2 separate regions of the Mus musculus genome follow, and region 1 is linked to region 2. A link is a contact called in public Hi-C data. All regions are on one chromosome and are shown on one strand. Each heading gives the region's core, a stretch centred on a gene start, on an enhancer-like site or on the middle of the called end of the contact. The rest is flanking DNA. Distances are from core to core; before and after follow the strand shown. Region 1 overlaps Nuak1 (NUAK family, SNF1-like kinase, 1). Region 2 has its middle 64 kb from the start of 1500009L16Rik.

What was found. A called contact is a pair of places that touch in the nucleus more often than the background predicts.
Region 1: a contact with region 2 is called in a Hi-C map of the N1E-115 cell line, with 4 times the contacts expected there. The contact joins two enhancer-like sites. A contact is called at or near these places in 1 of 484 Hi-C or Micro-C datasets (the N1E-115 cell line) and 1 of 9 other capture datasets (embryonic stem cells).

What each region holds. Positions count from the first base shown.
Region 1 is chr10:84,390,600-84,393,841 of GRCm38.p6, forward strand. Nuak1 (NUAK family, SNF1-like kinase, 1) reads right to left here. Exons shown (of 7, transcript NM_001004363.2): 4 at 1,657-1,722. Among named protein-coding and RNA genes, the nearest start is that of Nuak1, 48 kb to the right of the region's middle. Within about 2 kb of position 1,617, at least 81 of the 459 cell types and tissues checked have an H3K27ac peak or open chromatin away from gene starts, as enhancers often do. A contact at or near this core is called in the N1E-115 cell line, where this site is marked.
Region 2 is chr10:83,784,780-83,788,013 of GRCm38.p6, forward strand. No RefSeq gene overlaps it. Among named protein-coding and RNA genes, the nearest start is that of 1500009L16Rik, 64 kb to the left of the region's middle. Within about 2 kb of position 1,437, at least 28 of the 459 cell types and tissues checked have an H3K27ac peak or open chromatin away from gene starts, as enhancers often do. A contact at or near this core is called in the N1E-115 cell line, where this site is marked.

The sequences.
Region 1 (3,242 bases), core at 367-2,866, 610 kb after region 2:
TGGTTTTTTTCCCCCTGTCAATACAATTTTCAATTTTAGCAAGTGAAATCTGAAATCTGAAACACATCCCCAATCCATAATTTTTACACTTGATAGTTAGTGCTCCTTCTAGAATAATCCAGCCACTTGCCAAAAAGGGATTTGAGATTTCATTTCCTGTTCTGAAGGAGAACTGTTTCAACCCATCATTTTCACCAGGCTCGGTGGACTGGACAGAAATATGTAACTGAGGTCAACTCTTCCGTGAGTGGCAGGCCATGGGGATGTGTCTCTCAAGGACGGCTCAAAGGATGCTCGTGACAGCCATGTTCTACAGACCCTAAAACAGCTCTAGCCTTCCAAGTAAGGATGTGGTCCAGCACACACCCACTGACTGACACGACAGGGGCAACTGAAGAGGAAGACGTGCAGTTGTTGCTATCCCTTGTCTGGGGAGGGTCCATTTGAGGGCTCTTGTGGGCAGTCCTGAGGCCATTTCATAACGAAACCCGTACAGCAAGCTCCATTGATTTTGAAATGGTGTTTGCTTGCTTTGTGGAGGGGTCTGAGGGACATTCAGAGTGCTCCCAAGGAAGCCCTTGAGCCCTCTAGAGCGCTCTCCAGCTTCAGCAGCCGTCAGAAATAAATGTGAACCCCATCACTCACTCGCCCTTTCTTTAAGATTGATTTTTGTTTCTAATTATGCGTAGGTCCGTGTGTCTGGTGTGTGGACCTGTGCACTTGTGAGTGCAGGTGTCCTCAGAGGCCAGAAGAGGGTGTGGGATCCCCTGGAGTTATGGGTGGCACCCCAACATGGCTGCTATGAACTAAACACAGGTTCTTTAGAAGAGCAGCAAATGGTCTTAATTGCTGAGCCATCTCTCCAGCTCCCAACCCGCCCTTTTTGAACTACCACCATTTTTACCCAGCTCTCAATTCCATAGCTGGTTCAAGTGTGAGACGGTGAGGAGAAAGGAGCAGAGATATGGGGTGGGAAGTCACAGCACGGCAGCTAGAGCAAGGCTTCTAAGTGGGCTCTGGATTGTTTGCCAGTAGTCTCAGCACTAAGGAGGTAAAGCGAGGCGGACCATCTGTTCAAGGTCCTCCTCAGCTACATAGCGAGTTTGGAACCAGCCTGGGCTACATGAGATGCTACCTCAAAGACGGAAAAAAAAAAAGTGAGGCGACTTCTAGGTTTAAAATAATCTGGGGCCCTTCTAGCACATTCTGCATTGTGGTATGAACTTATATAGCAATAACTGTTACTACAGATATGTTATCTGATTTTTCTGTGCTTCAGTTTCCCTATGTACATGTGAGTTATAAGATGAACAGTGCCCATTTCACATGCTGCCTGAAAGAGTCATTTATGAAAGTATTAAGCACATGGGAACTAAAACACCTATGAAATATGTGTGTTACTTTTGTGGTAAGAATTCCAGATTGTGAGCTTCCTGAGGACAGGGACTGTGTGTCAGTCATTGTCCCAGCAGGGAGAAGAGAGTCTGGCAGGTTGTAGGGGACTCAGTAATGCCTGCTAAATTAAACTGTTTGGATAAGCCTATTGATGAGAGTCTTTCCCAGAGCCCACCAACCAGCAGAGGGAGCGGCTGTGTCAGATCCGGGCTATGAGGAGCCACGCCCACCCGCCATACCCACACCCCGGCTGAGTTTTACCTTAATGTTGCAGTTGTCATCAAGCAGTATGTTCTCCAGCTTCAAGTCCCGGTGGACCACACCATTCTGCAACGAGGAAACGGAAGAACTGAGCAGGAGCAGGAGCAGGAGCCAGAGCAGGAGCGTGTGAGATGACAGACAAGAGAGCTCTGGGGAGGGGGCAGCGGAGGCCGGGCACAGGGAACAAGTCTGACAGATGAAAGCAATGCACCAGCCAGTCCCGGTGGTCTTCACCTCCATCCTTCAGGCCTGCTCTCACTGTCAGGACGCTCCCCAGACAGCAACCAGCGACAGGAGAGCATTAGTCACTTTCTGTGTGGTTAACAGAAAAATGACTGGAATCCATTCTCCCCCCCCAGAGCCTGTAAACCAGCAGGGGGATTCTTTGTGGGAATGTAATTCCACTGTGTCTGAGACAGGGTCCCAGGGACACAGCAGACATCTCAGTGGGTGCCTTGGAGCACAGGGCCCCAGGGACAGCCTGCCTGCCTGCCTGCCTGCCTGTCTGCCTGCATCCCTCATGCTGGAAAGAGGCCTGACCCAGTCTCCTAAAGCTTTGTCTTAGATACTCCCTAAGCAGCCAGCTGGAAAGACTTGAAAGTCCCTCTCCACTCTGCAGGACTCAGGGCTGATGAAAAGGGTGCAGGCCAATGAGACCAGAGCCACTAGGAACTCTTATGTCGCGTGACCTTTTCATTCAGGCAAACTCTGGCCAATTTGGGACTGGACTTGAAAGCAGCAAGCCAGCTGAAGGGAAAGGACACCAATGGGCTGCGGAGAAGGTTCTGGGGTGGGTGGACAGAAAGAGTGCTTGGGGACCATGTTGGATGTGGATGTGGGGGGAGTAGGTTCCCAGCATTCCCCGCTGTGTAAATGGCTTCTGCGGAGAAAGCTGCTATATCAAACATGCCTGTAGCTGGTTCTTTCAGTTTGTTTTCCTTTCCGTTTGACAGCTTCTAATGTCTCCACAGCCACCAACTTGGAGAGAGATGACAAGTATTCATACTACTGCTTTTGCTAATCCAAGCTCTCAGGAGGTGTCCGGAGATTCCGAAATGCCCCCCCCCAAAAAAAAAAAACACATCTCCCAGAGGAGAGATGTGGAGTACAGGAAAGCCGACTCTGTTTGGCTTTAAATGAAATACTGCGAGACGTTTGTTTCACATGGTCACATTCCTGACTGACATAAGAAGATGGAACAAGCCTAAGAACATCCCATTCATACACAACCCACAAATTCACACACTTCAAACAACGGAAGTAGTCTGCGGTGCTCTCCAGCATTACTTAAGGCGGAGTCACAGAAGGCTGCGTGGTCTGATCATGAGTGTCTCTCGTGTCCACAGAGAGGCCAACCAAAGGTTGTGGGTGCACATGTCCATCACCCTACCCCTGATCTACAGAGACAGGCAGCACCTGAGGGCTCACTGGCAAGCCAGCCCCGTGGAACTGGCAAGCTCCAGATTCAGTGAGAGATCCTGTCTCTAAGACAAGGTGGGAAGTGACGGGGGATACCTGACAATGACCTTAGGCCTCACGTGTACACACACACACACACATACACACACACACACACACACATACAC
Region 2 (3,234 bases), core at 187-2,686:
ATTCTCCCACTTTTCTAGATGAACTTTCCCACACTAATCATAAAACCATTACAATATGATGTTTGTTATAAAGAAGACTAGTGGGAGCCTGCTGAGGGCATCTGATGCACCCTGTGAGCATCTTTACAGAATCTCTGATGCAGACTCTATTTTTAGCACTTTAATTGCACAGAAGAAGGAGCGGGGATGCTGAGAGGCAGAGGAGCTTGCTTGGAGTTACTAGCTGCTGAGTTCCAGTGTCCAGAGAAGGCCTAGAGCCATCTGATGTCGGAGGGACAGCTTCCCTCTGCAAACTCCATCAGCATGGCTTCGTGGCCCTCACCTCTTGCCCTATTAAACCATTATTTTGTTATATTGTGGATAGGTGTTTTGACTGCATGTATTTCTGTGCACTATGTGAAAGGTACATGCAATGCCCTTGGAGGCCAGAAGAGGGCGCTGTATTCATTGGCCCTGAGTCGTGGGTGCTGGGTATGGGAGCCTTGATCCTTTGATGGAACCCTGAGTCTTGTGGAAGAGCAAGTACTCTTAACCACTTAATTCAGCCCTTAGCCAATTTAAAAACAAAACAAAACCAAATAAAACATTCATTCTCTCTTCTCTCGCTCTTTAAGTTCCTGTTGGAGTATGAGCTGCTGTCCTTTCACAGATGTAGATCTGGAGGGCTTGTGGAGGCGTGGGCCTGGTGGCTTCTCTTTAGGTAGATCAGGAAATGACAGGCCCTACCACTTAGCTGAGATACTTGACAATGTGTTGCCTTTGTTAAGTGCTTTGCTTCCATTTAACAACTCCCTCAGATGGAAGAGTTTATAGCGCTGTTTTTTTTTTTTTAATGTTTTCAAAAAACCCCTGAGGGTTGGAGGTGGTGGGTGGAAAATCAGGCAGAGCAGAGGGAAAGTTATTTATTTCTTGGTCTGGCTTCATTAAAACAGCTCTCTTTTCTCTGTCCTTAGCATCTTGGCTTTCACTTGTTAGTGGTTTGGGCCAGTCTCTGTTTGTTCTGTAATTTGTGGCTGGAGTGATCCTTTCTCAGAGTGGGTAATCTGCACTGCCTCTCCTCCTGGCCATGAGCTGACCACACTCTGTCAAGGCCTTCTTTGTGTAGGGTCTGTTTCTTCTGTTTAGCAGGGATGCCATCTAGGGAGTCCATCCATGGGGCAGGAGTGGAATGGAGTCCCATTCGAACAACCTGACATTTGAGACATAATGGCAGCTCAAGATATTTTCCCTGGCACAGGGCCACGCAAGCAGAGGTTTAACACACAGGATTTCCGTGGAGGTGATGGAAACACAATTGGATTTTTGTTGTTTTCCCCAGAAGCAAGAGCAGAAACCACTCAGAGCTGGATCCAGTGACAGGCTTATTTCAAGCTGTCTCAGTGGAAAATGGTGGTGTTTGGCCTCTCAGGAATGGGGTGGGGTTTGTGGGGCACAGGTCACACCCTCAGCTCTGAGAGTTTGTGGGGGCACAGATCACTCCCTCAGCTCTGAGAGTTTGTGGGGGTACAGATCAAACCCTCAGCTTTTAGAGTTTGTGGGGGCACAGTTCATACTCTCAGCTCTGAGAGTTTGGAGGGGCACAGGTTACACCCTCAGCTCTGGGAGTTTGGAGGGGGCAGAGATCATTCCCTTAGCTCTGAGAGTCAGCTCTGAGAATTTGGGAGAGGGGCACATATTACACTCTCAGCTCTGAGGGTTTGGAGGGGCACAGGTCACGCCCTCAGCTTTTAGAATTTGTGGGGGCACAGTTTATACCTTCAGTTCTGAAAGTTTGTGGGGGCACAGGTCACACCCTCAGATTTTAGAGTTTGTGGGGACACAGTTTATACCTTCAGCTCTGAAAGTTTGTGGGGGCACAGGTCACACTCTCAGCTTTTAGAGTTTGTGGGGGCACAGGTCACACCCTCAGCTTTTAGAGTTTGTGGGGGCACAGGTCACACCCTCAGCTTTTAGAATTTGTGGGGGCACAGTTTATACCTTCAGTTCTGAAAGTTTGTGGGGGCACAGGTCACACTCTCAGCTTTTAGAGTTTGTGGGGGCACAGGTCATACCCTCAGCTTTTAGAGTTTGTGGGGACACAGTTTATACCTTCAGCTCTGAAAGTTTGTGGGGGCACAGGTCACACTCTTAGCTTTTAGAGTTTGTGGGGGCACAGGTCCCGCCCTCAGCTCTGTTTTGGGAAGGGGCACAGGTCATCCCCTCAGCTCTGAGAGTTTGGAGGGGCACAGGTCACAGCCTCAGCTCTGAGAGTTTGTGGGGGCACAGTTCATACCCTCAGCTCTGTTTTGGGGAGGGACACAGGTCACCACCTCAGCTCTCAGGCATCAGAAGGGTTCTCTCATCCTCTCATCTCCTTCTCTCTGGGACTGTGTGGCCTTCTTGAGTATCGTCTGTGTAAAGAAGCATTATTGGATAGCGAAGGGGCAGACACTTTTGGTTTGTTCTCACTATCCCTTCCAGAAGCTTTAGTGAGTGGCACAGTTTTTCCCTCCGTTTCCATTGGTGGAGCAGAGGTCACCAGTTGCCAGGGGTTGTAAGGTGATTATGTGGGGTAGTGGCCCTCCATGGCTCAGATCAGCTTAGGGCCTGATATTCGTGTCCTGTTACACATTCTCTTTCTTCTCCGATGTCTCAACATGGCTGTAGCCACAAGACCTTTAACAGAGCCAGAGATGACAGCTCAGTGTTAATGACTGTGTTGGGAGCCGCCCCCACATTCGCCGTTACAAGATGGCGCTGACATCCTGTGTTCTAAGTGGTAAACAAATAATCTGCGCATGTGCCAAGGGTATCTTATGACTACTTGTGCTCTGCCTTCCCCGTGACGTCAACTCGGCCGATGGGCTGCAGCCAATCAAGGAGTGACACGTCCGAGGCGAAGGAGAATGCTCCTTAAGAGGGACGGGGTTTTCGTTTTTCTCTCTCTCTTGCTTCGCTCTCTCTTGCTTCTTGCTCTCTTTTCCTGAAGATGTAAGAATAAAGCTTTGCCGCAGAAGATTCTGGTCTGTGGTGTTCTTCCTGGCCGGTCGTGAGAACGCGTCTAATAACAATTGGTGCCGAATTCCGGGACGAGAAAATCCGGGACGAGAAAAAACTCCGGACTGGCGCAGGAGGGATACTTCATTCCAGAACCAGAACTGCGAATCAAGGTTATAAGGTTCCCGTAACACAGACTGTTGAGAAGGATTCAACTGCCGAATTCAGAACTCATCAGCTGGGGAACGACGGTGATAA